Regions from separate parts of the Oncorhynchus mykiss genome. Here region 2 is linked to region 1. The links are chromatin contacts, called in public Hi-C maps. All regions are on one chromosome and are shown on one strand. The core of a region is the stretch at or near the end of the contact, and the rest is flanking DNA. Distances in the headings are between cores, read along the strand shown. Region 1 holds the start of calm1a (calmodulin-1a). Region 2 holds the start of LOC110505731 (tetratricopeptide repeat protein 7B-like).

The links. A called contact is a pair of places that touch in the nucleus more often than the background predicts.
Region 2: a Hi-C map of liver shows a contact between it and region 1, with 3 times the contacts expected there. The contact joins the promoter of LOC110505731 here to the promoter of calm1a in region 1. A contact is called at or near these places in 2 of 3 Hi-C or Micro-C datasets (blood and liver).

Annotation. Positions count from the first base shown.
Region 1 is chr25:27,692,239-27,698,307 of USDA_OmykA_1.1, forward strand. It overlaps calm1a (calmodulin-1a), which reads left to right and starts at 2,610. Exons shown (of 6, transcript XM_021585131.2): 1 at 2,610-2,755. The coding sequence starts at 2,753. nrde2 (nuclear exosome regulator NRDE2) reads right to left here and starts at 337. Exons shown (of 15, transcript XM_021585127.2): 1 at 202-337.
Region 2 is chr25:27,851,227-27,857,295 of USDA_OmykA_1.1, forward strand. LOC110505731 (tetratricopeptide repeat protein 7B-like) reads right to left here and starts at 3,234. Exons shown (of 21, transcript XM_036962931.1): 1 at 2,453-3,234; 2 at 762-916; 3 at 254-422. The coding sequence starts at 2,573. brms1la (breast cancer metastasis-suppressor 1-like protein-A) reads right to left here. Exons shown (of 11, transcript XM_021585135.2): 5 at 5,884-5,963; 6 at 5,649-5,745; 7 at 5,340-5,429; 8 at 5,132-5,196; 9 at 4,881-4,920; 10 at 4,493-4,622; 11 at 3,393-4,381. The coding sequence ends at 4,264.

The DNA of each region.
Region 1 (6,069 bases), core at 1,360-3,859:
AAGGAAATAGTTCCGTGCATGCTTGCGTTAACCAATCGCCGATCCCCACCATTCCTCCCAAAAAAACTCCAATCGAGCCCCTGCCAGATCAGGATGTATGATTTTGAGGAACTAGACAGACTGGAAGAAACGTCTTGTCGACAGCAATAACTATAGTATTACAAAATGCTCTGTGATACAAAGTAGACTGTCCGGCCATACCGTTTTCCTAAACTACTCAGGTAATATTAGGCGCCATTGTTTGACGCATTGCAGATCCAACGTAGCCAATCGTGGGCTCCCGTACAATGGGCAGAATATTGCAGGTCCACTGTATCCAATGAGAAGCGCCGTCTCAAAAATAACTGCAATTTCTCCAGCGTCAACAGACACTGGCCAGTGTTTTTGAGTATTCTTCCGCAGAGATAAAACAGTGCGTTGCATAAAGTAGAGCGCCATGTTCCAGCTCGAGCGCATCAGAAACCTGTATATTCATAGGCACGGTATGCAGTGAGGAGTCACTGGACAGACCGGCATCTGTCGAATTATACTACAGCTGCACTGTTGGCCACATGACCAAAGCCAATGTCACAACTTATTTTGTGCCTATGTATGTCAATCATTTACAGATTTTTGTATTTACTGTTTTGGTTGTAAATATACCTTATTAGGGTTTAGTTTTTCTATAATCACAAAACAGCATGCAGAATTTAAAATATTGGCTATAGATATTGAATAGTGATCCCCTGAAGGAATGCTCCTTATATATTTCGGATTTCATGACAAATGCTGAAAACAAGTTGATTCTGAGTTTGCAAAAACATTGGAAATAAATATGTAATTTTCATCAGTTTTATAGCCAAACAGGCCAACTATAAAACTACATTATTCGTCATTTTGTCAATGAATGATATTGGGTAATGAATATTAATTCAATATGACAAATAGGCTAGCCTAAATAAATCTCTTATTGTCCGATTATCACCATCGGCCTATTTTGTTTTTAAAGTAATAATGTAATGCACATTTCATAGCTTCAATTATCATGAAGTGATGATGGAATGCCAGCTATTCTGCCAACAACATCTTACGTGCACTTTTTCTTTTTAATACTCTGTCTGGTGTTGCTTATCTCCAATGCAACAATAACTCAAGGAATGGCTGGTCAAATCCAAATGTATTAATATATGAGTAGGAGTACTTGTACCAGTAAGTGTCAGATACTGTCTGTATGAAATAATAAATAAACACATTTGGTGAGTGCTTATATTTGTCCTATTTCACATATGTAGGCTACAAGTGAGTATTATATGCATATGTGAATTGGAAATTTTAATTTTTTTTGTATATCCCAACTCCCCTGAGACACTCTTGGAGAGTATATCAACAGCTACCATGGAGCAATTAGGGTTAAGTGCCTTGGCAGATCACATTGTCAGCTCTGGGATTCAAACTAGTGACCCTTTGGTTACTGACCCAATGCTCTTACCGCTAGGCTTCCTGCCGCCAAAGGCAAATTGGTCACTGGTCTGTGTTGTTCTATGTGTGTGGCTTTAGGTTTTTGTGCCACTGCACTGTACACTGTTCTTCTCTCAGCACATATCAAAGCTGCAGGCTGAAGTAAAATGTAGACTTGGTTTCCTCTATTGTAATCGCACCTCTTTCACCCCAGCTGCCGAAGTAACCCTGATTCAGATTGCCATTTTACCCATGCTAGATTACGGAGACATCATTTATAGATCAGCAGGTAAGGGTGCTCTCGAGTGGCTAGATGTTCTTTACCATCCGGCCATCAAATTTGCCACCAATGCTCCTTGTAGGACACATCATAACACTCTATACTCCTCTGTAAACTGGCCATCTCTGTATACCCACCGCAAGACCCACTGGTTGATGCATATTAATAAAACCCACTTAGGCCTCACTCCCCCCTATCTGAGATATCTACTGCAGCCCTCATCCTCCACATCCAACACCCGTTCTGTCAGTCACATTCTGTTAAAGGTCTCCAAAGCACACACATCTCTGGGTCGCTCGTCTTTTCAGTACGCTGCAGCTAGCGACTGGAACGTGCTGCAAAAAACACTCAAACTGGACAGTTTTATCTCAATCTCTTCATTCAAAGTCTCAATCATGGACACACTTACTGACAGTTGTGGCTGCTTTGTGTGATGTATTGTTGTTTCTACCTTTGTTCCCTTTGTGCTGTTGTCTGTGCCCAAAAAATGTGTGTACCTTGTTTTGTGTTGCTACCATGTTGTTGTCATATTGTGTTGCTTTCATGCTGTGTTGTCATGTGTCATGCTATGTTGTTGTCTTAGGTCTCTCTTTGTGTAGTGTTGTGTTGTTTCTCTTGTCTTGATGTGTGTTTTGTCCTATTTTTCTACTTAATAGATTTTTTATTTTTTTAAATCCCAACCCCCTTCCCCGCATTAAGCCTTTTGCCTTTTGGTAGGCCGTCATTGTTAATAAGAATGTGTTCTTAACTGACTTGCGTAGTTAAAGTTTTTTTTTTTTTTTTTTTAAATACAAATAACAACTCTGTCCGGCAAGTTTTCTGATAAGGGAGGGAGGGAGTGATACATGCTGCCTGTCCTGCAGTGGGAAAATGCGGAAGTGAGTGAGGAGGGTTTTCAGCGGCGGAGGAATACACCAAGCTATATAGACAGAGCTCGCGAGAGATACACACCTTCAACCCATCAGTAGAGGTCCCGGGAACTGGTCAATCTCGTAGTCTAGTTTTAGAAAACTAACACATTCAGCGCCGACAGACATGGTGAGTATTATATCATGTGCTGCGTTGGAAATATTATTTTTAATTCAATATAATTTAAGCAAGCAATGGTAAGGTTTCCTCGTTGCATGAATGCATGCTTTTCCTGCGGAGGAAGATTCGCGTGAACCGTTGAGTGACGGTCGGAGTGATCGTGCGTCGACGCTAGCTTGTCAAATTTTTGGGTGTTACAATTATTGATTATAGGATCCTTCCTACAATTCCTATGCATTGCTGATTGTGTTTTTGATGGAGCGATATTTAAGACGTATGATGATAACTCAAAAGTATATTTTTGTCTGATGATGATCGCGGCATTTACTTCATGTCAGCGAGCCAGACCTGACTCCATGCGCCCGTGAAACTAGCATTTTACGGTTTTAATGTTTAACAAAACCCGTGTGCTGATCCGGTAATGGAACGTGTTAAGATTCTGTAACATAATATATGTGTAATATAGAATGTGGGCTATCCAATTATGATCGATATAAAGCTGAACAACCATTGAGATTTTTATATTTTCCACATGCACAAGCGGACCTCTCAATGCAGCGAACAAATATCTGTTGATGCGGTTCGAGGGAGCAGTGCATACGATCTACCGCTGTACCTATCGTACACCCGCCCCCATAAAATCACTGTAATTCAGAATTATATACAATGTTCTAGGAATTTGACAAGATATTGCGTTTGTATTAGGCCACTATGAACCAGCAGTTCACCAGATCGTGTATCATTTTTACTATGATCAGTGTTTTTCAGGTTATATTACTGTTGTATGATGTAGAATGCATAGTTTCATCTTTCTGCCTCAAGAGACATTAGGGAGAAACTCATCTATGGAATTAAAGTCTACGTCTTTGCAATATTAACGGAGTTTGATACATGCTGTCAGTCACTTTTTGTTCTATGGTAATTACAAATAATTGATAGACTTGTTGTTATACGATTTCTAAACACCAATGGCTTCAATTTGATCAAAAATGTAATCTGTGACATTCTTGTATACTACTTGTCAGGTCGAAAGTGATATGGTACTCTTGGAATAACTGTAGCTGCCCTATCTCTGACATGACCGTGCATGTTTGATTTATGCCTTGGTCTTACCACTTTTTATACACAGATCTACATTGTTCCATATATCATGTTGTTTTTCAGTTAGTAATTACCATTGTCACTGGAGGTTCAACCTCCAACATACTTTTCTATCGCCTGTCTCCATGGGAGGGATTGGGTTGTAGCAGCGGGAGAACAGCATTAAAACATGATTCTCAAAGTAAGTCATGTTCTTGTGCTCAATGCACACATTGTTTCTCCAAAAGCATGGACGTACTGTCTCCACCAATGTGGGGATTACAAAGCTATGGATTGTAGTCTCTGAATCTGTGTGTCCACTGTTTCGGCCCTCGCTCTAATGTTTGATTGGTTGTGGTGGACAATCATAAGAAGGAATCTTTTTAGATGTGTGTTGCTGTGCTGTGAAGGCGTGTACTAAAAGGTTGTGTCGACTCCACTCCCCTGCTCTCGTCTGTAGTAATGCCTCAGTAGATGGGTGGGTCCTCTGCTCTCTGCTGTAGTTGTGGGGACATTGACCCTGCCCCGCTGTAAATCAAATCACATTTTCAAATGTATTGGTCATGCCACAGGATCCTGCGGCGTGCCCTAACAAGGAAATGAACGTACTAGAAGACAGCCCCAGTGTATTGAGCTGATCTGCTCTATCAGAGTTAGTGTGGTGACTCCATGTAGAAAAGGCCACTGTCTGATTGGATTCTTCTTATTCTCGCTTTACTGGCATGGAATGGCCACAACCTAAATGCAGGGTGCCTGACAACCTTGGCAGTGCCAGGGGGGGGGGGGGGGTGCTCTTCTGTCTAGGGCTACCATTCTGTAACAATAAGTTACAAATTCAACAATAAGCAGCATAACCAATTGATGTCGATGTGCTGAATATTGCTGCAAGAGATTTATGAGCAAGGTTGGGTGGAGGCTATGAATCTATAGACGATGACTAGGCACTATCACTGCACATGATGTTACATGCTCATATGTAGGGGTAGTGTCTGATTAACTCCATCCCTCTGCTGTAGCTCTATGTTGGAGTCTGGTGCAAAGCATCACTTCTCATTTCTGAGATGATGTACATTGTCCATGTTCTAATAAACTTAAATAAAAGTGGAGCTCCAGTCATGTGGGCAGACAGACACAGATGGGACATAGCAGTGACAGGAAGCCCTCACTCCCAATCTTCTGTGTGTCACTACACTACCACCACCACATGGCCCTCAGGGACCACTTGTCAATGTGATGTGAAAGTGGCTATGCCATGCTGTAGCAGCTATGGTGTTTTTAGGTTTCTGGGCCAGGATAAGATAGCTGCAGCTATGGTGTTTTTAGGTCTCTGGGCCAGGATGGGATAGCTGCAGCTATGGCAGCAAGCAGTGCTCTCTCATACCTAGGTTGTGCATTTTTTGCAAATCCAGGCCAGATTTCTGGCAGCCATGTGTGTTGGGGGTGTGTGTTGGGGTCTCGTTCCCTGCCCGAGGGGCCAGAGAGAGGGAGGTCCTGGCTGGGGTTACAGTGGGCTGGCCCTGAGGATCCAGTAGGGTGAGGAGCAGGAGGAGGACCTCCCTTCTGGGCACACTGCCAGAGAATGCTGCTGCTGCCAATGCTCAAGGAACCCAACAGAGGGAGAGAGACAGAGGGGGAGAGAGACAGAGGGGGAGAGAGACAGAGGGGGAGAGAGACAGAGGGGGAGAGAGACAGAGGGGGAGAGAGACAGAGGGGGAGAGAGACAGAGGGGGAGAGAGACAGAGGGGGAGAGAGACAGAGGGAGCCAGGGACAAGAAAAAAGGACAGTACAGGACCGGGAAAGAGTGTACAAACAGAGAGGGGTGTAGGTAACACCAGAGAGACAAACCTGCAAGCAAAGACAAACCGATAATGCCAAAAGTAAAGAAGGCCTACAGGTTCAGGGAGAGAGAAAGAGGCTAAGGGCCTAAGGATGGTTCAGAGAAAAACAAAGCCATTGTATAGTCTAGCCCTAAATTAAAGCCTATGTATCACAGTGAGGTACGGTGTTCCCACTAGGATTTTCTTCAACAACAAAGGGGGGATGCAGCGAATGGGTTCATCTTGTGTGGCAGACAGCCGTCAGCTTAAGCATCTAGCCTCTCTGACCCTGGATGCTGTCGTCTGTCCAGCTAGCCTGGCAGGGGACCCTAAGCATCATGTGACCAGGCCCTAATCACAGAAATTATCCTTCAGACCCCCTCGTTGGTTTTTGTAACTGTATCACCGAGCTGACAGTCCGGATT
Region 2 (6,069 bases), core at 1,984-4,483, 160 kb after region 1:
GCTGAAATTTGGTAGTAGAATAGACGGTTTGGTTATGCAGTGTTTCCCGTACCATAGATCTGTTCCCCTGGACAATTTTGTTGCACAGATTTCGAAATGGGAAATACTGGCAGGGTTTTCCAGCACAGGACCTTTTTGGGCAGGCAACCCAAAGGTTTTCTTGTGGCCACTGCCACCACCTAAGCCCCTTTTTGAGCCAGGAAAAACCCTGACTGGTGTAATGTGAGGGCATTATGGTACCCTAAGCTCTTACCTTTGGTAGCGTATGCTTCGGCAATCATAGAGAGACGGTAGACGGGGGCTCCCACCAGTGCCAGCTCGTCCAGGGTCACTTTGCCATACTGGTTGAAGGCCTCACTATAGTCTCCCTCCACATAGGACAGCTTGGCCATCAACATACTAGCCTCTTGCATGTAGTCCGACTAGGCACAAAAGGAAAGAGAAGAGACAGTTACTGTGTAGCCATATGTTTTCTCCTGAACACAAAAATACATGTTCAGATTTCAGAGAAAAAGGGTGCATACTAGCAGCATGAGGGAGTGAGGCAGTAATATGAGGTTATACAATTCAAAGGGGATTCTCTCAGTTTGGGAAAGCAGTGAGTGTAGAGCCAGATCCTGATTAAACCAGTGTTACCCTTTTGCAGTATTATAATACTGTTATAAGACTGGACTACACTGTTATAACACTTACAAGAGTAAACTAGACTGGAGAATATGACGAATACTAATGGCTAAAGGTGTTATATCATTAACATCTACCTTGAGGTTCCCTCGGTCCAGGGCAGCGGTCAGGTGCTTGTGGACCTCTACAAGCTGGGGTCTTGGGCCCCTCGGGCTGGCCCCCTGCTTGATGGGGTTCTCCTTGAGGTACTGCTGGAGCTTGGCTTCCCCCAGCAGCAGATTCCCCAGGTCATCTGAAACACAAACAGAGTTTAGTCTATACCTCCAGCCATGGAGGCTCCTCAGAGGAGGAAGGGGAGGACCATCCTCAGTGAATTTAAAAAAAAAAAAAAAATAGTGAAACATTAAAAAAGTTACACTTTTTAGATAATATATTTAGTATAGTTTTCATCACATCACCAAATAATTGATTAAAACACACGGTTTTGCAATGAAGGTCTACAGTTCCCTCAACAGCACTCTGAACGGTAGAGCCACTGTAGGAGGACAGCTAGTTTCCATCCTCCTCTGGCTACATTGACTTTAATACAAAACCTAGGAGGCTCATGGTTCTCACCCCCTTCTATAGACTGACACTTCTCTGTTCTCAATTACATTCAAATCAGCACTGAAAAAAAAGTTTAAGTTTGTTCCACCTGAGCGAGTCTGACCACAAGTCAGAGACCACTATGACACACCAAATGTGTGGATCACGGGAAAAGAGCAGGAATAGGCTTTTGTAGGCTACAGTCCAAGCTATGTCTTCCAATGTTGTGACTGCTGTTGGCATCCAAATATTATCAAACTTAAATAAACGCTTGGAGGATGCTTATCGATCATTGTTTTTTAAACCAGTGGACTGCCAGTGAAAGATGTGCTCTTGCAACAGCTGCATAGTGCGGATCCCAGCCTATGGAATAAAAGTGGCGCTTGTATTGCTCAATCTAATTCATGTCGATTAAAAAAAAATATTCATGCTATGTTGGATTTTAAAGCTATTTGTAGGCTAATCCAGTTTGTTAACTACCCCCCTATGCTCTGGTCTGACTGACATAAGAAGGCATGTCAGTTTATGTCAACAAAACATGCTTGCATGCCAAAATAGGACATTTATGCCGCGTTCAAAACAACTGGGAACACGGAGAAAACGTTGTCAATTTATCACGTCTGTAGGCCGGTTCCTAGTTGTTTTGAACGCGGCATTAAAGGTGAAGTTAAATGACATAATCATTCCAGCTAGGCGACTTCTCGTTTACAGACAGAAATTTAACTGAAATATGTCAAGAAAACCATTTCCCCCTCCTTGAAGCGTGTTATTTCGCACAGATTTCAATTTTGTTTATGTTGATTTCTGTAAGCCGCTCCATTGTGTATGATTAGGCCACTGATATGTAGGACTAAATATTCTTAAACTATTTATGTGAAGTCTACCTATGCAACTGGTAAGATAGCTAGCTCAGTAAAATAATTTAGAACTATTTAATGAGTGAGAATTTGCACTCTCTGTCCAAGTTAGTTAGATACAGTAGCTAGCCTGAAATGACAAAGTGAGTGCGTATGCACGATCAAAGGAGCTTCGGGTTTTCGCTAAATATAAACTATACCGGTGTGTTCAAGATCATTATTTAATTCTTACAGACGCATGACCTCTAGAAGTAGCTGGCTACTTGACAGCCACTCGCAAATGAAGTTTCATTCACGTAGACGCGCTGACGTGGTTAGGAAAGCCCGTGGATTCCGTTCCCTGTCCAGGCCCCAAATCTTTAAGTGAACCGCAGAGCAAATCTTACCATTTGATATTAGTTTGGCAGAGAGCTGCCGTACAAGCTCTGGTATCTTGTCCCATTGCCCTTCCGAACGGCTTCGTTCTATCTCTGTCTCGAGTCGTGACCCAGACTTTCTCGCTGTCATTTTCAGTTCAGACTCTAGCAGAGACCAAAACACAACAGCCACGAAGCGTCAGCTGCGACACGGGTTGGAAAAGTTCATCGGAAGGGAAACAGCGATACCCACTGGTAGCTGTCACTCTCACATCTGTCAGATGTGAAACTATTAATTAATGTTTTATTGCCATTTCCCAAACTGCATGCAAGGACATAATCACACAGCTATGTATTGTTTCACTATGTTTACTTTTTGTTTAGTCAACTTTTCTCATGTTTATGAACATACAGGCAGTCGTGATGAAATCTAAATACTTAACACCACATTCATATTGATACTCTCCCAAAAGGCTTTAGTACAAGACTACTCCTTGCTGCAACCTTGCATACAACATACAAGTCATTTGTTCTGCTTTTGATCTGTTTAGTTCATATTATTTTCACACCAACATTCACATTACTACACTTCAATACACATTTCAAATATTGATCTTAGTCTTGGCACTAGTGTTTGGGCAAGTTAAAAAAAAGCTTTCATTAAACACTTGGCTGTTTAGGTAGGAGAAATTGGTTGTGACAAATTATGGTATTGCAGCAACTTTTATACATGAAACAAGACTGTAATCTCCAAACTGTTCTGTGATTTAGGGGCATATCTTTATCCCAAGTAAAACAGCTTAAGATATGTTTTTTTTTACTCTGTTGTAGAAATATGGACATAGATGCTGACCTCAAGCACACATGACATGAGATCATGGAAAAGCTAAGTGTAGAAAAAGTTATGTGCATTTCACTGGATCTTCTCAGAAAATTTTATTGGGCTCTAAAAAAATACAGACAAAGTTTATAGACAGATTTTTCCCTTTATTTATATAAAACATGCAGGCTCCTTTTATTCTGTACATTAAGACAGTGGTTCCTTTCTAGCAAACCTACAGCATCTCAAAGTGAGGTACAAGTAGGGTTGCAAAGCTCTGGTAACTTTCCCAAAATTCACAGGTTTTCCAGAAATCTAGGGCAGATTTCCTGCTTATTCACTTCTGATTCTGGGACACTTTCAACCGGGTTATCTGGAAAACCTGGGAATTTTGGGAACATTACTAGAATTTTAAAACCCTATGTAGGAATGTCATTAAGACAGACAGCAAGAAACAAATGAATACTGCATTGGAAGATGTAAGACATAAGTGTTAAAGTTATACAGACAGTCATCACCAGTACCGTACCACTTACAAAGAATGTATCATAAATTACAAAAAGTACAACTAGCAGAGATGGGTATGGCAAGAGATAATGGATACTTGTCAATGTGAGGCTGATATACTGATCTATACTGATGTCCCATGTAACTTTCTATAGATCCTGCAGTGTTAGTCCATTATACAGTACATTTTCTCATCTGAATGCTTTGAGCTACTGTTAAGGCAAACCTGTAGAAACAGAGTCTGGAAACTCATGTTCTCCATATCTGTCTGTCTTGCCCAATAAAAATGACATTGGAACATGGTCATATTCACACCTAGTCACATACAATACTATTTAGAGGACCCAAACCCATCTCACGAAATTAACAAAAAATTGTATTTCATATAAATTGTATTTTAAGTATTTAAATCAGAATTCATTAGAAAACTTGAAATAGGCAGAAGATGGCACCATGGGGATCTTTGAATAACTCCTGAGCTTTGGAGAGGGAGTGGTGCAAGTTGACCTGAAAATTAGGAGTGTTTAATAGTGTATTTGCCTTTCTGGAGCTGAGAGACATACAGCTTGGATTTACTGCCGTCTAGTCGTTTGAACCAAACCTCATCGTGGTTGATTGTGGTAATTATGGCTCTTTGGACAGGGGGCAAGAGAAGAAGATTAAACATTGAAATTGTTAGAATAAGGACATAAAATACTTTGCTTCCAAAAAAGTATATTTCCCAAGGATGCCAGTATCCTCACCTTGTGGGAAATTCATCTTTCTTGTCGATGCATATCATCTGTCCACGGCAGTACCATTCTCCGTCATAACTCAACTTTCCCTCTTCTGATCGAGCATTATGCTGATACTTTTCATTCTTATTGGTGGAGACTGGAATTTAATGTTTGGTGGAAACAAAAAAATGTATTTAGTCACAAAAGTACACAATCCAAGTTGGTATAGTAACTTCTTAGAAAGTATAATTTCAACTTGCTGACATTAAATTGTGTTTATTATGCATGGTGTTCATTCATAGTTTGGTTCAGAAAACCAAAAAGAGATGAGGGACAGGATCTCACAATAACAGAATAGAGTGAGTAAACAATTTACAGCACAAGTCTTTAATTCAAAATGGAAGTTGAGTCTTACCATCAGTTTTACCTCTGTGAGGTCCCAAAGTAGCCACAGCCTTTAAGATATTAAAATTGTTAGAATATGATCATCATCATATAAATCCAAAACATACTAATATAATAATAAATTACATTTAGCAGAAGCTTTTATCCAAAGCGACTTACAGTCACACATACATGTATAGGTTGTGTCAGGAATCGAACCCACTATCCTGGCTCTACCAACTGAGCTACAGGACCATACTATGCATCGACGAGGCATGGTACCTTTCTGACTGCTGTCCAATCCTCCAGTATATCCAAGTCTTGTAACATGTAGACAATATATGGTCGTACGGATGTTAAGGAAATACAGGTGTATATAAAGGCAAGTGTGAAAAAGTGGGTGGGACAAGTACACACATAACACAGACCAAGATTGTAATAAAAAAAATGAGACTCATTCTGTTGAAACTCAGATGATGAAAGAGGATATCTGACACAACAACTGGCTTCTTCTTTTTGTCTGGACTAAATGGATCTTTCCTCTTGTTCTTCCTTGACTGCAGCTCATCTTTCCAGAGCTCTGAGAAAAGAAGGGTCAATGAGGAAAGGGAATATTAAGACATGCCACTATCGGACAGTTTCCTGGACACAGACTGAGCCTAGTCCTGGACTAAAAAGCATGCTCCATTAAAATAGCTTTAAAGTCCAGGACTAGGCTTGCAACTGTTTGGGGAACTAGCCATATGAGAGCTGGGTTATGCATGCTACGTTAGTGGCTCGCGCAATGACTTGATGATACCTGAGGTTATGTCTATACTGTGCCTGTCCTCCTCCAGTCGCCTGATCTTTTCCACAAGTTCACTCTGCACTGTATCAAACAATAGCAACTTCTCACTCTAAGACAAACAAAGAGGAATCAATGGTTACAAATGATAATCAATTAAGCCATACAAATAAATTAATTTGACATCAGAGGTTTGAAGACGGACATGGGTAGAGCTATGATATGTGGACTTCCCAACAACAATGCTCACCTCCCAGTGCTGGAAAGCTGCTTGGATTTCACAGTCGTATTTGTTTTTTACAGACTCTATACAGAGCTCCCGGTAGATCCCTGAGAAGGAAAACAATTTGACAGTGAGACATGCCAGCATACTGTTCATTCCATTTTCTTCATCAGATTTACTTTGTCAACTTCTGGATGACAATTAGGAAACCTT